Linked DNA regions of Bicyclus anynana: region 2 is linked to region 1. Evidence: chromatin contacts called from public Hi-C data. All regions are on one chromosome and are shown on one strand. The core of a region is the stretch at or near the end of the contact, and the rest is flanking DNA. Distances in the headings are between cores, read along the strand shown.

The links. A called contact is a pair of places that touch in the nucleus more often than the background predicts.
Region 2: a contact with region 1 is called in a Hi-C map of whole larva, with 4 times the contacts expected there. The contact joins the enhancer-like site here to the promoter of LOC112049703 in region 1. A contact is called at or near these places in 2 of 2 Hi-C or Micro-C datasets (whole body and whole larva).

The regions. Positions count from the first base shown.
Region 1 is chr15:1,675,547-1,681,097 of ilBicAnyn1.1, reverse strand. LOC112049703 reads left to right here and starts at 2,689. Exons shown (of 5, transcript XR_002887104.2): 1 at 2,689-3,208; 2 at 3,898-4,073; 3 at 4,715-4,822. The region is part of intron 11 of LOC112049702 (pre-mRNA-splicing factor ATP-dependent RNA helicase PRP16); the gene reads right to left.
Region 2 is chr15:1,733,141-1,738,691 of ilBicAnyn1.1, reverse strand. It overlaps LOC112049702 (pre-mRNA-splicing factor ATP-dependent RNA helicase PRP16), which reads right to left. Exons shown (of 21, transcript XM_024087704.2): 12 at 4,398-4,577. Among protein-coding and RNA genes, the nearest start is that of LOC112049708, 29 kb to the left of the region's middle. Within about 2 kb of position 2,706, at least 6 of the 8 cell types and tissues checked have open chromatin away from gene starts, as enhancers often do.

The sequences.
Region 1 (5,551 bases), core at 1,440-3,939:
ATAGAGAGCAAAAAATCATCACACCAAAACGCCCCACATTTAGACACTAAATACACACACATACATATGTGTGTGCCCAGAGCATTTGTATGTAGAGGCAGATATATAATTAAATAATTAAAATAATATGAAATATAATAAACTCCTCGGTCCACCTAGTGGGGGGTCGCCCAACACTGCGCTTTCCGGTGCGGGGTCGCCATTCCAGCACCTTGGGACCCCAACGTCCATCGGCTCTCCGAACTATGGTGGACTCTCCGAACTATGGTCACTAGGTGGACCGAGGATATCAAGCGGGTTGCAGGGAGCCGCTGGATTCTGGCGGCTCGAGATCGTTGTGCTTGGAGGTCCATGCAAGAGGCCTATGTCCAGCAGTGGACGTCTACCGGCTGATAAGGTAAGGTAAGGTAAGGTATAATAAAATCAAAAATCACTGCCTCCTGTATCCTACCCTTGATCCAACATTCAAAAGCGAAAACTTCTGATCGAAGCTTTTCGTTATAAGACCACTGAAACTGGCTGAAACGACTTTAACGAATAACAATTGCTCGAAGAATCCACATGGCGTATTCTCGAGAGCAATCTCGCGAGCAAGGTCAAAGTTTTTTTATTGCAATAACATAGAATGATTCTAAGTCATGATATTTTTTTTACTAACACCATGGCTTGAAATACTCGTAGGCAGATTATTTTTAAATCGATGTTGTCTGGTTATACCTACGTACTTTCGCGGACAAGCTCATTAACAAAGAAATAAACGTGATCGAAGCATTTAATGTTCCTAGCTTATCACGTAAAATGAACTGTACTTCTGTCAAGTTAATCTGCTATCATCAGATAGCATCGTCATTAATCATCAGAAAAGATTTTCTATATTATGTCATCATCATCATCATCAGCCTATTTTAACGATTTTAACTAGGGTAAGCATTATACAAAAAATATAGATTGCACAAAATGGAAAAATCCCTTCTTATACACAGTTTTGTAAGGACGCCGCAGGGTAGGCAGTGCATTCTTGCATATATGAAGTGCACGCCACTGCACACAGGAGACGGTGTATGGAGCTTAGACCCACCGCACTGCAATGCGGGTTGGCGAGCTTATGTGATGAAATAAAATTAAAAAGTGAACACCCTTTTTTGTAATTGGTTGAAAGCGAGCAACGCCAAAGTTTGTAGTTAGTGCGAGTAATGTTCAATTACAAGTTACGGTTTTTTGCTGTGAGGCCAACATACCTGCCGGTTGGCGCCGGCCCGAGGGACGCGGCGCTGCGAGTTGTGGCTGAGGTCACTCGGTGCTTTGTTGCGCGCTACATCGATATCGATATCGATGTTATCGTCACTCATGTAGAGATACTTATAAGGCTGGATTTAGGAAACACGGCATTGTCTTGCCTTTTCAGGATTTCGTACAACAAAAGGTAAAAACAAATATTACTTTGTTATATCTGCCTGTTTGCCAAAGCCCTTTATTTCGGGAATACGTGGAGGTATCAAGTTGAAATTTATCTCGTATATTTAGGTCTACGGTCACATGAAGTTGTGGAAAAAAAACTTCTAAATGTACGTAAAAATATATATTTTACTCAGCAATAAACGCATATTTCGACACTCAAGGAAATCAAAACTTATATTGGAATATGATTGACCACTAGTACAAGAAAATAATCTCAAAACTATAAAATTTGTCATTAAATCTACAAAACAGGGGGCTTAAATTCAGGAAAAGCTCGGCAAAATCTGCGCATCTTGATTCCTGAACTATTTATCTATGTATGGAGACCTCGGTTGGCGAGTCCGACTAGCACTTGAGAAATTATATTTCTTTTGTTTTCTTTTAGTCATCTTTTATAGCCTTTTCCACGCTTGAGTCGTAGATTTTAATCCTAATGTGCTATTAATTTATTAAGGTAAGTAACTATAACTTTGAAAATCATCTGCTGAGTGATTGTAATAATTTAGCAGTACCGGACGTGCTTTGGAGAGTGACTAAAACTACTATATGTATTTCCATAGATAACTAGCATTATTTTTAGAATCTGCGTTTATCCACTGTGAGGCAATATAATAACTTAACCAAGTACCTAATACAGGGTTTTGAGTATGTGGCTAAGACAATAGTTGAAGCAGTTAGAAAAATTCATGCCAATCAAAATGTACAGTAGTTACAAACGATGGTTTAATTTAAAATCATATGTATAGATTGATAATATTTTTCAATTCGGATTAGTATTCAATATTAACATAAATAAATATTAACATAAACAAAGTATAGACTGATAAATTGTGCTAATCGTATAATCCAGGAATAGAAATTTCATAAACAAATGGAAGTCACGGAAATTTCATACATAAATGGAAGTCACATTATTGAATCAATATTGGAAACTTAATGACAATGAAATCTACAACCATTAACAAACGTTCTTTAAACAAGGAAGCTAACAAAACTGGAGATTAGAAAGATAAACTGTTCAAGAACGAGAAAAACCAAATATTAATCCACTTATTATCACAACGATACAGAAAATAAATACGCTACATTTTTTCCGGGTCGGCTGAAATTCTTACGTTATCGATAGTTTAATAATATCGTACGTGACTCCTCACTGGATGCGCAGAGCGGGCACCGGCCCCCGCGGCCCGCGCCTCCCCGCGGTCGTATAAAACATCGTGCACCACGCGCGCCGCGTCTTACGCTCCGAAGCCGCCGTGTAGCTCTGTGCTCGTACAGACGCCAAGCCACGCGGGCCCCGATTGTGAAAGTGCGATCGCAACGATTTCTCGGTAGTGAGAGTAAACCGAGCCCGTACAAACCTAAACTCAAACAAGTGCTGTGAATTCTCTCGCGTGCTCAAGACAGAGTTCAATGGAAGCCAGGTTTGTGACTTGCCGGAGTTTCCAGCAGATCAAGCCGCCCGAGAAGAGTTTAGCACCGCCGCCGACGGTGAAGGGGCTGCTGTCTCGCTTCGGAAGCCAGGCTCAAGCTTTGTTCGCGCCGAAGAAGCCACGATTCGGCTCCACTGTAGCCATACACAAGTTGAGGGAGTCGAAGTGGTTTAAGCATGATGAGCAGAATATTTTGTGCGCCGTCCTCGAGACCGGATTCGTTTTGGAGGTTAGGGCGGAGGACCCCCTGCCGCCGGACTCGACGTTGTCCCCTGACTACCATATGTACGCCATTGCCATGTGGAAGAAGGGTAAAGGTATGTTAAACTCGAATGGTATTTCAATTAAATATAACCTTGAGGTATCGTATTCGTTGCATCGAGAAATAGGCGATGGTCGATGACGTTAGTACGCACGGAGGCGTGGTGTAGCACTGAAGCGAATGTGATTGTGAATAACTTTGGTAGCGGTCGTGCGGCATCGTAACGAGAACGACAAGATTTGATTTGTAAATAATTTATTAAACACACCGTAAAGCATGCTCATCCGCGTCACTGTGTACTTATGAATAATAAATTAATTGCGATATCCTCTATGACGTCTATGTTAACTTTGAACAAATTGGCCACAAAATCAACCATATTGTACGTGTTGAATTGAAGTGTTACTACTTACGAGACATCGCTCATAGCAATGAATTGTGATTGAGCTATAAATAGATGCCTAGGTTATTAAGATACTTCTTATCTGCAAATTAAATATAAATAGTTTGGCCTTGCCGTGTTTAAAACAAGGCAACTTTCTTCGCTATAAATAGTCCCCAGTAAATACTGCGAGTATTTTCGTGTTGACATAGCTAAAAGTTTTCATACGAATTAATATTTATGAATGCGACAGCATTAGTATAAATGGTTTCCTGAATTCTCGAGCGTCGTTCATTCGACTTCCTAATACGTTTTGCATTCGTGTTTCCAACGAACATAACAACATGTGTTTCGCGTTGCAGAAAAAACAAAAAACCCGGAACAGATAGAGGTGTACACGGTCCAGCAAAAGGGTGTGCGCAAACGTATCATCAAGACAACCTTGAGTGCCTTCTGGAAGAAAGACTCCGTCATACGAATCAACAACGTAGACGACAAGCAGGAAACCCCTAACAGCGAAAAGGACATCAGAGCAAAGGTACATCCAAAAACCAAAGCACGAGGCACAAGTTTCCAATTCGCACATATCCCTGATATAGTTGTTGGATAAATCATTGCCTTATCTAAATCTTGATCAGGAAGTAATGCAAAGAATGAATTAACTAAAGATTACGAGCGTAGTAGACGAGATAGTGTTGTAAGTAAATCGTACGTATAATTTATCGACGTCAAATGTTTCAATAGCAATTGCATAACACGGCCTTCTAACAATGTTTTGACACGCTACATGCATTACGGTTTTGCGAAAGATTGCCAATAAAGTCATAACCCAGATAGATATTATAGTTTTGTGAACATTTGTAAAACTTGTCAAAATTTATCTCTTTCTTTTTTATAAAATAACATCTTAATTTTTGTTTGAACGACGCAGTCTTTTACATTCTCTTATTGCATTACATCTTTAGCATAACAAATTAGCTCTTTATTTGGGCCTATTTTCAATTAAATCTTGTTCCACTTGACCTTAAAAGGTTTTTGTTCCACTTTGAATTCTTCATTTCCTATGTAGGATAGACGTCAGAATTGGAAACCTCTCATTTCAGATAGCCTCAACGGGGCTTTCGTTTTTCGGAAAGTGAACAGTGGGGACACCTACTAAGGAGCTTCTACTGATTGCAGCTCGAGATGGCAACAAAATCCAGATTCGAAAGAAACTGGCATAATACACTGCATTTCGTGCACTGGTGCCGATATGGGGAAACTCCGCAAGAAGCTCGCATGAGACAGGTAAATTTTTATAACAGGATAGTTAGTAAATATGAAAACTGGAAAACATTTAGAGCAATACAAGAGCTGTAAGATGGAATTAAACGGTTCAGTTTAAGCATGAAGAATAAACTGTTAATATGGAGCAGGAAAAATAAATTAAAACATTTAAGCATTTTAATTTATTACCATCTTTAACAAAGAACCGTTTAATTTCGCCTTAAATAAAATTCAATGTAAACAAACTGTAACACGTGTAAGAATTATCTAGAATAAAGTAAAGTATTACAATATCTATTTTTATAATTATGTTTTCAAACGCCGTTATCGTTCGATCGGCTGTCTTGTTGTGCTCGTCGTTTTATTTTATTCAAGGTTCTAGAGCTTCTGTATTTTGTTTTTTTTTCCAATGCATGTTACGAGTTTGTCTTTACAATGTTTTTGTCTGTGTTTTTTTTTCATTATACTATCCGCTTTAATGTGAACGTTATTTTCAATTTGTTTTTTCTTTACCATCATTTATGGGTTTGGAAACACGCCTTAAAGACTTGTTTTTAACATCACAACATAGATGAAATAAGGTGAGCTATGTAAACGCTTGTATTAAATGGGCTCATTTTAAATAGGTGAATAATATGTCACAATTTTTCTAATGTTTGTGTGGGAAGTAGTATCTATTTAAAAAGCGATTCTTTAAGTTGTATGAATATTAAATTCAGATAATTTTATTTTAACCATCATTTCTATAAC
Region 2 (5,551 bases), core at 1,457-3,956, 58 kb before region 1:
TAATTTTATGATTACATATTATTATGAGGCACTTAACTAAAATAATAAACAAATGTTTATTTTAGCTTCTAGTATCTACTTATGGAACATAATGTCTACTTATATACAGAAAATATTCCATTTATATTAAATATGATTGACTAAAAGCAAATATTGAGTAAGTAAGTCTTTTACACACTAATGTGTTGAGTTTTCTATTATCTACTGTGCGGTTTTAGTCATAAGGTTCTAGTTTCGAAGCCTGGGTAGCTTTGAGAAATATAAAATTTTTCTTTTCTCCAGATATTGATTCACTAGCAGCTGTAGGGGTGTTGATGGTTCTACACCCCAGTGCCTCTGAGAGTAACGTTAAGCAGTCAGCCCAGGTCATTATATCATTCATCATCATTATCATCATTAGCAGCCGATGGACGTCCACTGCTGGACATAGGCCTATTGCATGGACTTCCAAACACAACGGTCTCGAGCCGCGAGCATCCAGCGACTCCCTGCAACCCGCTTGATGTCCTCGGCCCACCTAATGTTGGGACCCCAACGTCCATCGGCTCGTCGAACTATGTGGCCTGCCCATTGCCACTTCAGCTATATCATTAACATGTAATAATTATTGTTACAAAGTAAAACATTATCATCCTAAGCTAAGCCCGCAAACCAGCGTTGGAGCAGCTGAATGGGCTCTAAATTACCTCACCTACAAGGAGTGAGGACTGGCAGAAACACTAAAGCAGGTCATTAAATAGGATAATAAGTATTCTACCAATTACACACTTGGTTATTCAACTCGTTCCGTAATTGGTCAGACTCAAAACACAAGCCTCAATGCATACAAGAAAGCATCAGTGTGCTCGAGGCTTTATGTTTTACTGTATCACGTTTTTAACATCACAAATAGAGTAAGAGATAACTGTTATGATTGTGTACTCAATGAGTTTAAGGTAAATAGGAAATGTGTGTTTGTTTATAATTGTCTGACGTATGCGCGTATGTGTGATGAGATTATCGTACTGTATATTTGTATATACCTAATAATAATCGTTGTCGACTATTTTGACGGCCTACTTTAGGGCTAGCTGGCCTATTCATTATTTAGGTCTTTATTATAAACCTATTACAATAAACATCAAATCAATTGAGAAATGTCATCTAGCTACTGTATCATAACCACCGGATGACATTTTTATAATTAAGTATAATTTATACCTCCCTGTAGAGTAAATGTATATACCAATAGAACAGTAATTAAATTAAACAATTAACACAGATACACTAGACATATAAAACACAACAGTCCAGCGAAGTAATAAAGTAAATGGCAATGTTTTCAACATTGGATCCATTAGTGAATTGCATGATACAATGTTATTTGCAAATATACGTCTTCATTTTCAAGTAGTGAAGTACTTTATTGGTTTCCATAATGAAAAGAAGAAAATTTATTAAAAAAGCAGATCACACAGAAAAACTAAAAATAAAGCAAAATAAAAAGTCAGTCTGTGATGGCAAAATTATCATTATTTTAGAAAAGCCAAATCATTCGCTACGCTCATCCATCATAACTTACCATAGGTAAGTATGGAAGTCAATTATGGGGTTTGGAACGTGGGAGATAGCAAGTTCTAAGGGATCCTCAACTGTACTAGTATAAACGCATTTTCATATATTGTCTACGGGAATTCCTTAATCCTACGTCCATTGGTCACAAGTCCACGGCTCTGCTGGGAGTTTTCGCTCTGTCAGGAATCCATAGAATGCTAAGATATTCGTCTCCCCTGGCGCAAGAGAGTTAGTTTTGTGGCAACACTAAGCTAGAAACTAAAAAAACGCTAGAAACTAGAAAAGTTTGAACTACAGTAAAGTGTTTAATGTAAAATTAAGCAGCAGAAGATTTCGTACCTAGGGCATATTTTGCGACACGATAGATACCGTTTGCTTCAATCTATTATGATGGGCAAGATTGCAGGCAAAAGAGGAGTAGGCAAAAGAGGAGTAGGAAGAAGTCCTGGCTGCGAAACATAACGGAGTGGACTGGCATAAAGACAGACGAAGAACTTTTCCGCCTAGCCATAGACAAGGAACAGTTTAGAAAGCTGACCGCTGACCTTCAGTAATGGAGAGGCACTCTGAGAAGAAGAAGAATGTTTTTAAAGGTCCGAAGGTAAGTACCTAATTGGTGACTGGAGACATGATTTCTTGTAAACGAGGAAAACGAGGCCCGCGTGGAGCCCTATATAAAAGCGGAATATTCGTCCATGTTTTACTACATCTCAAACATTTTAGGCAGCATCATCAAAATAAATCCCAGGCTTCTAGTTTTGTACCGGCACTCCAAGAAATTATTGTCATATTTTAACCAATTTACAGAAAACTTTGATAAGTATTATATACTTAAATGTTCCTCATGAATCACGCAATTTCTCAAAGTCTATTAGTGAAAAAAAATTACGTTAAGTTACGTATTTAGGTTTCTTATATTATTATGATAATATTATATTATATTACTTCTGAATGCCTGTTGGCATAGGCCTCCTTTAGCCTTTTCTTCGTTCTTTAGTTTTATATAATTTCATCTTGTACCACAGAAAACATATGCTAGTTTGCATCATATACAAGAAATATTAATTAGTTACGTTATAATACATCGCAGCGGTCAGCCCACTCTACAGCCAGCAAAACTTGTAAAGCATTATGAAAGTGCGAACCGCCTCGGGCCAGCAGTTCATTGACACTGCGGGCTAGACTTGCAAAATGCACTGTCTACATTCCTGATAGTCTAAGAGATTGAAGGCCGGTTTTGCCACCATTTTCTAATCGTCGTTATCAACCCATATTCGGCTCACTGCTGAGCTCGAGTCTCCTCTCAGAATGAGAGGGGTTAAGCCAATAAATAGTCCACCACGCTGGCCCACACACGCAGAGAATTAAGGAAATTCTCTGATATGCAGGTTTCCTCACGATGTTTTCCTTCACCGTTTAAGGCATCTGAAAATTTGGAGGTGCATGCCCCGGACCGGATTCGAGCCCACACCCTCCGGAATCGGAGGCAGAGGTCATATCCATTGGGCTATCACGGCTCAATCACCTTCTAATAAGTGTCAGATATGTCAAATGTTTTCCTTGTCACTTGACATAAAGTAAGAAAGTGACAAAACTTACGCGATAACCTTCGATCTTTGGAATTTGATTATACGTCTTTCACTGTTTGGTTACCACAGCATATTGTATAAGTTATAAGCGAATGTATCTTTCATTGGACGTTTAGTCTATATTTCTCTTCACTGGTAGCATGTTAGCACCACAGGTAAGGTAAGACTATTAGCTCTATCTGTAGGTAGGTGTTAAATCAATATTTTAACAATTATCAACTAAACGTCAATACTGTAAACCTAATAAGGACGACTTAAAGGGAAAAAATATGATACCAAGAACTAGGAGAACAGTGCTTCAGAAATTAAGGACTGAGTGACGTAAATCTAAGGATTTAATCTTAAATTAAAGAAACTGACTAGCAAACTTTTTTTTATTTTTATAGCAAAATAAAAAAATATGAGCAAAACAGAAACAATTAGATACGGATGGTTTGTCTACAAGGTTATCGATCTGTGATTCGTAGAATGCATTTACGCATCACTTATTCCCTCCATAAGTTCTTGTACTACATTATCTATTTATGATATGCAATTATCGCACTTATTTCTATGACATTTAGATCCAAGGACTTCAAAGTGAGCTTACGTGGGACAAGACTCGGTCAGTTATAGATTTGCATTTAATTGCGGTTATATTTAGAGGCGTTAGATCTCGTATCTTGGATGTAATGCAACGTGACTAACGTTATTGGTGTTTTATTTGTTTTTATGCAGTTTATGCGACATTTATAAACTGCGGAGTAGCAGAGAAAATAGGGTATAGCAAGTTGTATAACAACTTGTGTTCCCAATTTTTCTTTGTAAATATCTGTTTTGATTATGGATTCTGTTGAGATTCCGGAGGGCATAGGTTCGAATCCGGTCCGGGGATGCTCCAACTTTGCAGTTATGTACATTTTAAGAAATTAATTATCACGAGTCTTAAATGGTGAAGGAAAAACATCGTGAGGAAACCTGCATTTTTCTTAATTCTCTACGTGTGTGAAGTCTGCCAATCCGCATTGGGCCGCATTGTGAAGTTCTCGAGACTTGAGCCTCAAGCTACAAGGTGCGCAGCGGAAGCTGTCTTTTACTTGTTAATAAAAAGATAAAGTCACTTCCAATAATAAAGAAACGTACATGAAAAATGTTATATCCGGTAAGACATTCAATCAATATCAACCACACAGGGATGCTACAGCTTACGGTGTCTTTGGTTAAATGGAAATGGAGAAACTATTGACAGTTCTCAAAGTTTGAGTTTCGACTTACTTGTTTGACAGCGCCATCTACATAGTCCTCGCAGACGTTCTTAGCGAAGAATGTCTCGACGGGGAAGGTCCGCCCGGGGATGGTGAAGGTGGGCACGTTGCCGAAGAATGTGGAGAACTTGGACGAGTCCATCGTCGCCGACGTCACTATGAGCTTCAGGTCTGAACGACGCGCTACCACCTGGAGAATAAAAAAAAATCACTATAACTTAACACGTTCACAGTACAGTAAGTGTGAGGCAACGCGGGCTCACGCCAGTTTCTCCTCACGAGTCTGTGAGTCCAATATGGGCTCATAGTAAGTACTTGTGCATTTTCTTCTATTAATCTAATGAGACTTGTGGGGTGGTAAGATAACTTTGTGTGTTAATCAATGAAAAATCATTTATATCAAGGTTTAATTTACAAATAAATTAAGCTTCTAGTTTATCTATGTGTAGTAATTATGTAATGTATTAATGTAATACGGAAATTAGAATTTATTTAGAACTAGCGGACGCCCAAGACTCCGTCCGCGTGGAATTCAGGATTTCACAAATCCCGCGGGAAATTTTCCGGGATGAAAAGTAGCCTATGTATCTAGACTAAAATCTGTCTCTACTTCAAATTTCAGGTGTTTCGGTTCAGTAGCCGAGGCTTGAAAGAGTATACAAACATTCATACTCTCAAAATCATCAGATTTTTGCAAATCTCGGGAATTGGATTTTTTCGGGATAACAAGTCAAGCCTATGTGTTAATCCAGAGTAAAATCTATTTATCCATTCCAAATTTCAGCCAAATCGCTTCAGTAGTAGCGGCGTTAGAGTAACAAAAATCAATACAAACATTCGCGTTTATAATATTAGTAGGATTTATCGAGAGTAGTCGGAAAAAAATACAGTAGGTATGAAATATGGTTACGGATGTATTCTACAAATTGTCACGGTTAAGTTTTGTTGTACGTTCGTCAGTAAAACATCGTTTGTAGTAGACTTAGTAGTTTGTTTAACAAAACTGTACAGTTAAAACTGCAGGTCTAGCACGAGTTATTTGCATAGCAACAACCTAAAGCTACTTAATCTTAGCGCGTGTTACGCGGCATCCTACTGTATATTATGCGATTAAAATGATAAGTGGATCCTAATTTAAACATTGAGATATAAAAGAGATACGTG